2 separate regions of the Zea mays genome follow, and region 2 is linked to region 1. Evidence: chromatin contacts called from public Hi-C data. All regions are on one chromosome and are shown on one strand. Each heading gives the region's core, a stretch centred on a gene start, on an enhancer-like site or on the middle of the called end of the contact. The rest is flanking DNA. Distances are from core to core; before and after follow the strand shown. Region 1 overlaps LOC100280694 (pyrophosphate--fructose 6-phosphate 1-phosphotransferase). Region 2 holds the start of LOC103643587.

Region 1 (6,998 bases), core at 1,391-3,890:
GATAGTGCAAGGTTTGGGGAGTCATCTAAGCTTAAACATTTATGAGGGATCATGCTACTTCACGCAAGAACAACATTTGCATGAACAGGTAGAACATTAAGAATGACATTCACACAACAATTGTGATTCATTATGGCTTGCTGTTACATGGTGATCTCTATCTCCAATAATTTGTCCATCATGTTGATATCCATCTCCATGATGTAGGTATGTCATCCTTCAAGTGATGAGTTCTTCATGAGCTAACTAATGTATGCTAGTAAACAAATTACATGTATGCGTTAGATCATCACATGTTGACATGCAGATCATTACATCAGATTTGACTATGCATATGGTTCCAGCCATATTGACATGTTCATGACATGTAGGCCATGAATAAATTGCATGCATGCACCATATACACATAATAGCCATACCGGTCACAATAGAAATCCTAAAAAAACAAGTTAGGTGTTCTGACGTCTAAACTTAAACCTCTCGAAACCCAAATTTGGAGGTGAATTTGGGAAATATAATTTCGCTTGATGCGGCAAAGCCACAAAAATTCATGTGTAACTTTTTTTTGTAGATCAATTTGTGTATAGAACTCTCCTCAATCCAAATTTCTTACAAAAAGTTATGATCGTTTTATGGTAAGACATCATCACAACGATAAACCTGAATCGGTAGTATATCCAATATACTACTGCACATCAAATGCTTGCGGCGTATGAAACTGGGTTTTTATTTGACCAATCACATTGATCTAATCTTGCTTCAACTAGTATTATGTGTATCACTTAACTCTGATGGTGGAATACCGACTAGTAGGAGTAGTTCGTTACATGACCATTGCATCAAGAACAACGAAAACCATTCACAGATCATCCAGAAATCACGCATATCCCTATATGTACACGTCCCGAACCTAAAACTTAATAGCTATGGCTTTGTTAGTTCATGTGCACCATATGTGCACCAAAGTCTCATGTGCACTGAATATGTTCCCATAATTCAAACACTTCTTATTTGTAGCTATAGAAGATTTTCTTATACTAACATTGTCTTGTGTCATTGTATTTCAACTTTCACGCCTATGACATCCCTTCCTATAGACATGGAGATTTTAGATACGATAATTACTTCTTCGGATGTCATAGAAGATATATCGAGTGATCCAGACGACATGAAATATGATCTCTAGTTTATGTATCGTGTGTGTTTAAGACTCATATATTATGTGGTTAAAACTTCAGTGAACATGTATGATCATTTATGTATGGACTATATATTATATATTTGTGTGATTAAGACTTGTATGTGGATGTGAATGAACAATCGTGTTTTAAGACTTATGTATTGTGTGTTAAACTTTATGAGTGGACAATCGTGTTTTCCGATTACAGTTACCTTTTCTCGATCGATTCCGAGCTATTTTGATCAGATTTATCCATTTTGGATATAGTGGAATTTATCGATCGTTATCCATTTCCGACTTTCCTGTTTTCCGAGTATGACCAAAGAAAAAATTACAAAGGTGAAACGGTGAGAGAGTTTTTCTGACCGTTACCGACCGTTTACATCCTTACCCATGATCGTATAGGACTGGATCCTCAAAAATAAATGCCTCATGAATGTGATAGTATGGGAGGCATGCACGACCATTATTTTACACGCAGAGTCGCAATCTTGCACCGGCGCGAGCTTGGGCGCACGCCAGCCCTGCCTAGGAACTCGGTCTACCACTAGCGATAGATGGTGGCTCGTCGGCGTTGGTTACGCTAGACGATTGAGGTATCGGTTGGGGCTCAATTATTCCACCAAGCTATTAGAGACCATGGCAAACTCTCTAGGCACGAAATGGGAGCAAGGAGGTGACCGAGAGGGCACGAATGGCAGCGAGGGGTGCTCGCCATGGCCATGAGAACTCTGGTGAGCAATTTAGGTCTAACTCGTGCGCGTTTGGACGAGTGAACGAGTTTGCACGTTCTATTACCTCCTAGCGCACCTCCTGGTGTTGAGCAGCAGCCGAGTACGCGCATAAGAACTCGGTCGACGATGGCGAGGGTACGACAAGTTCGAGTTGCCATGGTATGGGTCTTATACGGTGGTAGAGCTCCGATGGAGGGTTATCGTGGACTCCTCGAGCTCTAGCGAGCCGGTGGGGAGGTCGTGGATGCTCCGGTGTGGGTGGAACATCCTTTGAAGCTCCTGAATGGTGGTGAGGACACGAGTGGCGAGGGGAGAGGGATCTGGTGGCTGAGAGCTCGACATGGGGTGAGCAGAGCGTGCTGGGGTTGGGTTGTATAGGGGCACACCATTGGTTGGAGGGGAGAGGACATCGGCATGAGCAGATTGGTCGTTCACCGATTGAATGTCGACAGACTCACTTAGGGTAATGGTGTGGGCATCCAGGGAGGAAAGGCTAGAGTGAATGCCCACTTTATTCGTTGTTGAGTGACGAGTGTAGGGGCGGCGTTATGGCCTCGCAGAGGCGAGATCGACAGTGGAGGTGCCGTTTAACAGTGAACATGGGCGAGAGGTCGGGGATGACACATGGGCTCTGCACATCGAAGAGAGAAAGGTGTGTGTGCGTGGGAGTGGGCGAGTGGCTGACTAGCCGGTTCTACGAGCGGGTGTGGGCGCGAGCGTGGGCGAGTGCGCTGACAGGTCGTTCCCACCTGTCAGGGAGTGTGGGCATGGGCACAACCTTGGGCACAAGCTAGGCTGAAAAAGCCTGTTGGTTGCCCGGTCAAATCAAATGAACTTCAAATCACTTCAAAAAAAATAAAAAAATAGAAATATTGAGAGGAACAATTCGGTGAAGTTTGGGATAATTTCTTATTCGGGATTTTTATACAAAAATATTTTTCTCCCTTTCTCTTATTAGGGTAAAATAGATAAAAATTAAGTTAAAAGGAGAAATTCAAGTTCTTCGCAAGATTTGGAACATATTCTTTGGGAACTCAAGGAAAACTTATATCATGCAAAAGTAAGGTGTTACATTTGAGTAGATTTGAACCTTTTTGAAAATCCCCATTTCATTTGGTAATTTTTTATCTATTTTCATATGCTTAACCTTTTAAAGTTTAAACTCCTGAAACACTCTTGAATTCTCTATCTTGCTGCTTGTAAAGTTTCATATCGCAGATGTGCGACATTATTGGCCCCAACACTAACGGGCTAAAACTGCGGCACTGTCACTATGCTCAGAAAAGTCCCTGCCCTGCTTACAGAAGTCATCATTTTGCCTCTTTTCGAACTTTTTAGTATCTGTTGGTATCGGTAGCTTAATATTCTCCACAAGAACTTCAGGGCATTCAACCTTTGATTGAAGTGTTTCTTTATTTCAGACAATTTGCGAAGTTTTGGTGTATTTAAGATTTAGGCTGAATTTTTGAAAATCAAGCAAAGGTTGATCAAGCGTAAATATTTTATTAGCTATCATTCACTCATGAATCCTTCAAGATGATCATTTTGCCATACTAAGGCTATCCTGCCTATCTCACCTCTTATTTCAAACTTAGCCTATCTACAATGCAAAACAATGTTTTGCAGAACCATATGCTGCTAGACAAGGCCTGACAAAGCAATTAGGTCCCTTTCGCTATACTATACACAACCTTCCTTTACACTCGGATGCTACTACAAGCTTCCTTAATAATTGATCAATGGAAGTCTGGTTGCCCGGTTGAGGTCAGGCACCGGTGCCACATCCGACTGTTTGGATCAATAAACCTCGTGGATTTGATCACTTCCGGTATCGGCAAGTACACATTGTGTGTGTTGCACACCCCGGTTGTGATGCCGCTAAAACCCGCAAAGGCACCATGAACCTGTAGGGTTTACACAGAACAACAAACGGTTAGGCATGAAAACTAAAGGATTTTGTCAAGAGGCAGAGATGCAGCAAGGAGAAATGATGTCTTACAGCATTCTGACCAAGCACGGTGCACAGGATGGCATCGGATGCATTGGCTCGCACAGCGCGGAGCATGTATGTTGGATCAATATACTTGACATCAGAATGGACTCCTATGTCCTTAAAATGGGACTTGATCTGTGGCATGTCATGACCAAATTAAAATAAGGTTCATCACCCGTAAAACCAACACAGGTAGAGCCATTTCAACCAGTGCCTCATGCCCATTACAGTGGCTGAAGATAAAAATAGACTAACCTTCTGCTGAAGGTGCACACCAATGTCACTAAGAACCATGTTCCCTGATGCATCAGTTGCATTTGACTTTTGAAAGTATTCCTGAAAATGCATCAGAACATTAATTCTTGAACAATTTGTATAACCAAACCTATAGAAAAGAATATTATATCTTTTAATGCAACAGGATCTAACCTGTCCTGCTCCTTCAGCAACGCAAACCAGAGCAAATCCCTTGGTCTCTATCAGGTGTTCGAGATGTCGAAGAACTCCATTCGGTCCATCAACAGTGAATGGTACCTTCATTTTGGTTACCAAATATTTAAATTAACCAGTGTGGCACATGGGGATGGGTAGACAATAGAAGAGTTCGGGCATGTTCAGATTGCAGCCTAAGGTTGCCACAACTAAGCTTACAGTGTTTGGTTGCTGCACAACTTAACTAGCCTATCTGGATCCAGGGAGCTAACAGTCGGCCCTTAGTTTTGGATGCCAATAAGTGGGCTAAACATGAGCAAATTTTTAGTTAATAAGAGCTAATCAGGATTAATTGGTGGGTAGAACCCATTGGCCTTTATCAGCCCATATTTAGCCTATTATCACAAGATGATATTTAGCCTATTATCACAAGATGGGCCAATTTTTAGCCTTGGGGTCAAAACAGGGCCTTAGTAATTTGGTGCACCAGTCACGAACTCAACCAAACATTCTCGTCATACCTCAGGTATCAGACAGATATCTACTTGGCCACTTGACAGGGAGGCATGCATTGTGATGAAGCCGCTGCTTCTTCCCATCAGCTTGACCAGTCCAATGCCATGAAATGCAGAATGTGCCTAAAGTCCAATAAAATGTTAACAACAGGCACTCTGTGCATATGTTTAATAGTCCATCCATCCCAAAAAGAATGTCACTATGAGGTTCTCGCTGGTCAAAATTTCTTAAGTTTTGACTAGGTTAATACAAATATTAACAATATCTAAATCTCCAAAAAAAAGTTCATCATGAAGACATATTTAGAGATTCATCTCATAATACTAATTATGCACTATAAATATTAATATTTTCTTTTATATATGTAGTCAAATTTGAAAACGTTTAACTTCTTGGGAAATGAGAATGACACTCTTTATGGGACAGAGGGAGTAAGATTTATATGTGCTTCATAGACTAAGATGTTGCTGAAGCAATCACCTCAATGTATGCAGAGTTGATAGCTCTTTGTGCAGCTTCCACTGCAGTATCAAATCCAAAGGTCTTGTCCATCAGTAATATGTCATTGTCAATAGTTTTGGGGACACATACAATCGATACTTGCAGTTTTCTCTTGCGGCACTGCATTAAGAATTTGGGGTATTAGTAGTCACGGAAGTATGAGTCCCCACTCATGCTATATTTATCCGAAACAACAAATTCTTAATGCTATATGAGAGGAATTCAGATAAGCTACCTATTCATTACAATGAACGTTCGATTCAACATACCTCATCATGTATAGCATTAGCTCCAGCATGTGTTCCATTTCCACCAAGCACAAATAGCATATCAAGCCTCCTAGCCTGAATGTGCATTGTCGAAATTAAGTTGACGAATCTTTCAGTTAGTAATTATTGTAGACATATTTTCCAAAGTAACAGAAGGAAATACACTTGCCTGAATACTGTCAACAATGTCTGAAATGTTTGCACCACCGCGAGAGACTCCTAAGAAGCTACCACCAGCAAGATTGATATTTTGGACTACATGCCTAGAAAGCTGAATGAAGGAAAAAGAGTAAGTCCCTTCAACAGGTCTATCAACGTTTCCAGATTATAATGAAGTAGAAAAGAATCTTACTGGCACTTCTGATAAGTGATCCTCAAAAAATCCACGGAATCCATGCTGTATCCCAACAATGTTTTTCACCCCATATTTTTCAAGTGTAAGCACAATCTACAAGAGCACAAAATTGGTCAAATTCAAAGCTTAGAATGTTGTTCTCTAAATGCAATTTTAAGAAATTGGGTTCTAAACAATACAAGTTCCACACCAGTTCTAACCTACCTGCCGAATGACATCATTGAGACCTGGGCAGAGCCCACCACACGACACAATCCCAGCCTTCACATATTGAGGCTCAAAATATATTTGTTTGCGTGGACCAGCACGGTGCACCCTGGAAATGATAATCAGTTAGGTTAGGGAAATCAAAATGATTTCTATACTACAAAATTTGAATTCATGCAGTGGCACCACCATTGTTCAACCCAGCTACAATCAGGGTCAATGCAGTCAGCTCCAGCAGAAGTTGGTGAGGCAAACTTAATAACCTGAAGAAGCAATAAGTTTGTAAGGGTAATTTCTAATCCACCAATTGTTGTTTAGCAGACTAAACAAGTGAGCTTGCACACTTGACTATTTCCTATAAACTGAAAATGGCCTTTTTCTATTGAGAAGCCGTTCACGTTAAGTAGTATCACAAGCATCACTCAGCAAGATTGATCCAACATGGCCAAAAATCATCTTTTTCTGTGTTTTTTACATAGAGATCAAAACACTTGAAGATCAAGTCATAAATATATATTCACCGTATATTTATCTCCCAAGTGAAACAATTATATAAAAAGAATGTTGTGCTATATATAACTCAATGTAGAAAGAATTTTCTTGTGGACACGAAGGATGTCTCGGTAAATATATAATTCAATGCTAAACGCATACCTTCAAAAGTGCTCTGTCATCATCATTGACATAGCCGTTCCATGATCCTTGCATGGTACCATTCGCGTTCTCAAGAGGGGCTCTGTTGTAGACACAGTAACAATATTACACACATTAGACAAATTCTAATAGAAATTTTGGTCACAAATGATATAAA
Region 2 (6,998 bases), core at 2,206-4,705, 70 kb before region 1:
CCCAAGCGCAATCACAATTCGCTCGAGTGCAGTCATGACTCGCCCGAGGGCGTCTCGTGTGACTGCCCGATGAGACCCAAACTGACCCAAGTTTGGCCAAACTTAGCCAAACTTCTTCAACTCTTCTAGAGGTTCCCTAGCACTTATATACACATAATTAGAGCATAACTTAATTGACTAAGTGATGGGTTCATACCTCCTTCACTTCTTTTCTCTAGGATTTATGTTTCACGTCAACTAGAGCTCCAAATGACACTTTCTCTATAGACAAGGTTAGAGAGCAAAATCAAAGTGCCATGCATAGTAGAAGGTGTATGCAACATATTTGAACACTCAAACCTGCATACTTAACCTTTGTCTTCATTTTGCTCCTTTTAGCCTATTTGAGGTCGATGTTGGACTCCAAAACTCCAAGTCTCCAATACTTGATCTAGATTGCCATCTATGAGCTCCAACACCCTGCATATGTCACATATAACATATCCAAACACAGGAACAACACAAACTCAAGGTCAAAGTAAACTTAGCTCTTTTGGGTTGCTTCCAGGTTCTGGCTTTGACACTACTCCTTCTAGTGACCTTGCTTTATGTCTTGAGCTTGATCTTGAGCCTTATGACTTACACCACATAACCATAGATGTTATCTCATTGGTTGTAAGTCATGTTCTTAAGTCGTGATCCTCGACGCACCATATCTCTTCTCAACTCGATCAACCTTGACTTTGCAAGTCTTCTGCACCTTGGCTTTAGGTTCCTTGGCCTCCATGACCTTCTCCCGTGCACTCGATACCTCAAAGCTCTTCTTGCCTCCATCCTTGGCTTGATCAGTTGTCTCCAAGATATACACACCAAGTTTCACATAAGCAATGTTCTCCTTCACTTGTGATGTCCACGACCATAATCAACTTAGCTTTTGGACCATCACTCTTGAAAACCTATGTTGAACTTTACAAGCTTTACACTAAGCACCTATCCAACACTTAATACATCTAGCAGTCCTTTAATTGGGTTGCCATCCAAACCACCAAAACCCACAAGTGAGCTTTCAGTAGGCCTAGTGCCGGATGGATAGCCTGGTCCTATCTTGGATCCTCGGCACTCTCATGGTCGAGATGTAGGACATCGTCCACGAGTGGGGGGACCGCTCGCAGGCCTGGGTTGCTACCGAGGCTCAGTTCCTCGGCAACCGCTAGGGCCGGATTCTCCATCTAAACACTGCTTTGTGCCAGCTTGTCATGGTGGATCTCTGTGTCACTGAGTACTGCCGATGGATGAAGACCATGGCTAACACCCTCTCTGACCTTGGCTCCCTAGTCATGGATGAGATGCTCGTTCTCAAACTCCTACGCGGGATCAATCCTCACTACGTGTACCTGCGAGCTATCCTCATGTGGATCACCCTATTACCGTCCTTCGTTTGGGATTGCAATGATATTCTGCCCGAGGAACTCACGAATGTGGCCACCACCACCACCAACGTCGCGATGGCCCTCTATAGTGCCAACCCAGGGGGCAGACCTAGAAGGCCTGTCCTACCACCTTCGGGTGTGTGCCCTATCGTCCGAGCGCTCCTCCACCATCCTTTGGCACTCCTCGTCTAACTACCAACTTTGGCGGTCGTGGTTGTGGCGGTGGCCTAGGTGATCCACTAGTGGCCCATGGCGGTTGATCGTGGTCATCCTTCTACAACCCATGGACCGGATCCATCATGGCATCATGTGGCTTGGACCGTCTATAGGACCTCCTATGTCGTGTCCAACAGCCCCACAACCGGCCTTCTACGCTGCTCCGCCCCCATTGGTGATAGCTGCGCACCCGACCCCACCTAAGCTCTAGTCGGGCCTCCTGCCTCCACTGCCCTCCTCTCATGGGGCCCTTGGGATGGTGGGTGGGATGCACAGTCCCTTGCGCTCGCCATACCTTGCTTTCGTGGGGTATTGGGGCAGGTGCAAGGGAGTCCACAACTATGCGACTACGGCGAGACGTGGGAGTATGGGACAGAATGAAAATACATGCTGCTTGCTACTTGCTAGTACTATTTGCTAATGCTGCTCGACGAAAACGCGTTGCATGGATTATATTCAGTCGCGAGGTCGACACTATCAGGAGCAGACATACGATTTCGTCAAACATGTTGCACGCGGTGTGGCACTGCTTCTTGCCGCTCAGGATTGTTGGTTCTAATGACTAATGAGGCATACGGTTCTGTCCTTACGCCTAAGCATAGGTTAGTCAGGATCCATCCATCGTAGAACCACAAGGCATGGTCGGCGATAGCTGCTGTCACTGGACCACTTGCAACTACTATGCCCAATGCCCAATGGTGTTAGAGCCCTCGACGCGTACGGAGCACAACGCTCGACGCCGCCTCATCACCTTCCTCGTCTGACCAACAATATCGGTTGTACGAACTCGTCATACCTTAAATCTAAGTCGTGATCGTCAACTGCTTGGCTCCACCCACCTCAGTCTCAGACTGGATTGCTGAGTTTGATACCTCCTAACACACCACCCCTAATGTTGGTGCTTTATCCACCACAATTCCTCCTCGCTCCTCTCTTCCATCCTCCATCATCATTGAAAATGGGTCGGTCCTCCACATCACCTCAATAGGTGATGCGGTTCTTCCCACCCCTTTTCGCCTTAAGAACGTCCTTGTTGCTCCCAACATTATTTAGATTCTTCTCCCCATCCATCAATTTACCACTGACAACTCTTGTTCTATAGAGTTTGACCCCTTTGGCTTGTCTGTGAAGGATCTTGCTACAAGGGCCCTTCTCGCACACTATGACAGCTTAAAAAACGAGAAAGATGTTTTCCTGTCAAATCTTGGAAACAACACGTGAAAAAAGAGACAAACTCATTAGCTCAAAATAGTTAGTTCTACAGAATTCAAATCTTACATTAAAATAGTTGTTATTCTCACTTTTTAATGTATATTTGTCTTCCTTTAATATATATCCTTTTCTTTTCTTAATACTTTTCCATCTCTAATTCTCTTCTTGTTTTTTTCATACTATAACTTTTTTACCTTTTTTCTAAATTTGTATGTCCAAATATAAAACGTCAAACAGAGGAAGTAACTTATGATTTGTGATGTGCATGTTACGAATTTTAGATAAAGTTTTATCTCGATAGACGAGCAATATATACATGTGAATTTTATATATAGAGAGAGGAAAAAAGAAAAAGGCACACGCCGCTATGGACGGTACCGACCAACTTCCGACTTTCCGAGTCGACGATGAAAGCGGGCCTTGACTCAGGTCAAGGCTGACGGATGGTACTGCGTCTTCCGGGCCCACAGGTTGTGGCCGACGACCTTACCCACTTTCCCATTCGTGCTGGGTCCACTTGCCAGATGTGTGCAGCCGTCCGCGGTCCGTGGGCTAGGAGGAATGGATGGGTGGGCCCGGCCTACTTGTCTTCCTCCGCTTTTTAAAATAACCGTGCGTCCCCTCTCCTGCCCCCTAGACGCCGCTGCTGACACGCCTCCCGAGTCCCGATTGATTGATTTCCTCCAGCCAGCGTTAAAGCAACTACGAGGGGTAGCGAGTGAGAGAGGTCTCATCATCTCATCGTTCCCATGGAGAACCGCAAGGAGGTACGACCGTACGAGTTAGTTACCAGGGAATGTTATTTTCTCGAGACATTTGGGGAAGAAGTCTCGCCTGGATTCTGACTTTCTGAGCTGCTTGTTGGCGCTCGCTCCGCATTTGCAGGGGCAGCAGGGCGCCACGGTCGGGTGGATGACCGTGCCGGCGTTCGGCGAGTGGGACGTTAAGAACGGCGCCGTGCCGGACTACTCCATGGACTTCTCCAAGATCCGGGAGATGCGCAGGCAGAACAAGCGCGAGCTCTCCAGGGCCAGCCTCGGCGGCGACGAGGACCTCCTCCAGCAGCAGCAGCAGCAGAGTGCCAAGGCTCAGCCGCCCAAGTCCCCCGCCGCCGCCGTCGCCGACGACGACGACCACCACCGCCTGCCGCTGCACGACGACTCCCCTACGGTAACAATTCAGGATTTCGGCCGTCCCTCACTCGTACCGCTACCTTGACCGATGCTGCCAAAGACTGGCCAATAACTCTCCTCCTGTCCTCCATCTGTTGCTATCGATGCAGGGAAGGAAGAAGTTCCTGAGCTACTTCCAGTGCTGTATCAGAGCATGAAGAGTTGCAAACCTTCCTGTGGTGTCACTGTCACTGTTAGAATTATAGTCATTTTCTGTATTATTTTAATTCCATGAATTAACATTATGATGATGATATATAACAAATAAATAACCATAGAAATCGTGATTTCAAATTGATCCATACCAATATGGATCAAGAGAACATAGAGCATATGAATCATATAAATATAATAAATATATAAACATGGTTCATGAATTATTACGGAACAACTAAAAATAAGTAGATAGCAATATAAACAGCATGACGGTAGAACTAAAACAAACAGATATAACATATTATAAAATGACAAAACAGATGAGATAAATACATGACTACATATGAAATAGCAGAGGTGAATATATGAAACATATGTAATCTGCAGAACGCAAAACAGTAGGGAAATAAACTGATCATACCCTCCCATATGCTCTGATGACCCGGATCCTTGTCCAGCTTCCCTTGTCATGTCGCCAGGAAGAAGACGTTTTGGGCAGTCGCGTAGACGCTCCCCAAAAACCTAATTGTCGATCCTCCGTGTAAGGTCTCGAATGGCAAGGGCTCCGGAGGCACCTGCCCTCTCGCTTCTCCGTGCGCGTAGAGTCATGAGATGGGAACACTCTCACTTGCGGCTGGGTTGTGACTCTGAAATGGTTCTATTCCCGTGTACCAAGTGCCAGGGGTCTCCTCTATTTAACCTCTCGCAGAGGGAAGCTGAAGGAGAAGGGTCTGCACGCTAAGGGACAGGCAGCTGAAGGACAAGAGTCTCGCATGCAGCTGACGAAGAGACAGACAACTAAAAGGTTTACGCGGTTAGTGAGTGCTAAAAATTAACACAACCACACCATGCCTGCTCGCCTGTCTGCCTGCCTGCCTCGCCTCGCCACGCCCGGCCCGAGCCCGGCCCGGCCGGTGGCGGCGGCGCAAGCACGCGTGTGGCACACCCTTGTCGGTTTCTTGACTTCTCAAGTTAGGGCTTGTTCGGTTATTCCCAATACACATGGAATGGATGGGATTGGAAAAAATTGTGAAGAAGTTTGACTTGTTTGGGATTGAAACCCATCCAATCCCACTCAATCCACATGGATTGAGAGCTAACCGAACAAGCCCTTAGGCCTTGTTCGGTTAGCTCTCAATCCATGTGGATTGAGTGGGATTGGATGGGTTTGAATCCCAAACAAGTCAAACTTCTTAAGAATTTTTTCCAATCCCATCCAATCCATGTGTATTGGGAATAACCGAACAAGGCCTTAGGTGGAATAATTCCCACCATATAAGTCAAGACAAAAGACCCTTGGACTTTCAATATGGTACTATTAGTATTCTCCACCACTACACACCATAGAGTTTATTCAATAAATGGGCCAGGCCCATAAAAGATCCAACAATCCCCACCAAACTCTAGGGTTTGTAAAGATGAAGTATCAGAATCACAATCCTTTGATATACCAGTGTTTTGATGGAGACTGTCAAGTTGAACATCCATCTAGAATAAGAGTTTCACCCATTCACAACTGAACAATGGACTAACCCTTGAATTGACAGTTTTGTGTGAATTGAGATTCACTCAAATCCTTTGCTGATACTAGGCTGCAAAAGGGTATTCCCGCTGTTTAGAAGCATATAAGTCACACTTCAGTGCCTTTCATGAGTATTTAGGGATTACCCAAGTCCCATAGACTGTGACCAGCAGTTTGACTCATATAGGTGTATTCCTCAAAATATGTTCTGTAGGACAACATCTCACCTTTATAAGACTCTTGGAATACATTAAGGTAAAAACCATCCTGCCTTACAGATAGGAAAGATGTGCATCAGAAATGAGTTAAAGAAGGGATCTTTCCTCATAACCTACTCCTAGCTTGTTTCTCCACTCTACTTCACGGGATCTTCGATCACATAGAGCAGGTTACCACTAGAGTAGATTTCACATGGGTCTCATACCCATTTCTCTCGATGCACTTTCTATCACATTGCGTGACAGACCTTTAGTGAATTGATCTACTAGATTATTCGATGTGTGGACATAATCCACATTTATAACTCTGGAGTTTTTCAACTTTCTGACAGATTTCAATCTCCTCTTAACATGCCTTGTAGACTTCATGTTATTCCTAGAACTGTTAACCTTTGTAATCACAGTTTGATTGTCACAGTTCATGGAAATAGCCGATATCGGTTTTTCAACTACTGGTAAGTCCAATAGGAAATCACGAAGCCACTCGGCCTCAGCCCCAGCAGTGTCTAATGCTGCGAGTTCTGCTTCCATTGTAGACTTCGTTAAGATAGTCTGCTTGCAAGACTTCCAGGAAACAGCGCCACCTCCAAACAGAAACACATATCCGCTTGTGGCATAAAGCTCATCAGCATCAGAAATCCAGTTGGCATCACAATAGCCTTCCAACACTTTTGGGTTTCCGGTATAATGAATACCGTATGTCATAGTACCTTTCAAATACCGCAACACTCTCTCAAGAGCACGCGAGTGATTATCTCCTGGTTTCGACACAAACCGACTTAGCTTACTCAGCATAAGAGATGTCTGGCCTTGTTGCACTTGCAAGGTACATGAGCGAGCCAATAATCTGGGAGTATGTCAATTGATCCCTTGCTATTCTCCGATTCTTTCTTAATAGCACACTAGGGTCATAAGGTGTTGGAGCAGGATCACAGTCACTAAAACCAAAGCGACTCAATACCTTTTCCACATAATGGGATTGTAACAAAGTTACCCCACCATCAGCTTCTCTAACAAGCTTGATGTTTAGAATGACATCAGCTTCTCCCAAATCTTTCATTTCGAAATTGCTCGATAGAAGATTTTTAACTTC

Evidence for each region. A called contact is a pair of places that touch in the nucleus more often than the background predicts.
Region 2: a contact with region 1 is called in a Hi-C map of tassel, with 2.5 times the contacts expected there. The contact joins the promoter of LOC103643587 here to the enhancer-like site in region 1. A contact is called at or near these places in 2 of 25 Hi-C or Micro-C datasets (leaf and tassel).

The regions. Positions count from the first base shown.
Region 1 is chr1:248,599,098-248,606,095 of Zm-B73-REFERENCE-NAM-5.0, reverse strand. LOC100280694 (pyrophosphate--fructose 6-phosphate 1-phosphotransferase) reads right to left here. Exons shown (of 14, transcript NM_001153613.2): 3 at 6,842-6,923; 4 at 6,377-6,450; 5 at 6,185-6,296; 6 at 5,978-6,073; 7 at 5,795-5,896; 8 at 5,626-5,700; 9 at 5,336-5,476; 10 at 4,861-4,977; 11 at 4,337-4,441; 12 at 4,163-4,243; 13 at 3,914-4,042; 14 at 3,398-3,818. The coding sequence ends at 3,651. Among protein-coding and RNA genes, the nearest start is that of LOC100280694, 4.7 kb to the right of the region's middle. Within about 2 kb of position 2,640, at least 14 of the 20 cell types and tissues checked have an H3K27ac peak or open chromatin away from gene starts, as enhancers often do. A contact at or near this core is called in leaf and tassel, where this site is marked.
Region 2 is chr1:248,669,868-248,676,865 of Zm-B73-REFERENCE-NAM-5.0, reverse strand. It overlaps LOC103643587, which reads left to right and starts at 3,455. Exons shown (of 3, transcript XM_008666758.4): 1 at 3,455-3,604; 2 at 3,723-4,007; 3 at 4,120-4,270. The coding sequence starts at 3,587. The coding sequence ends at 4,167.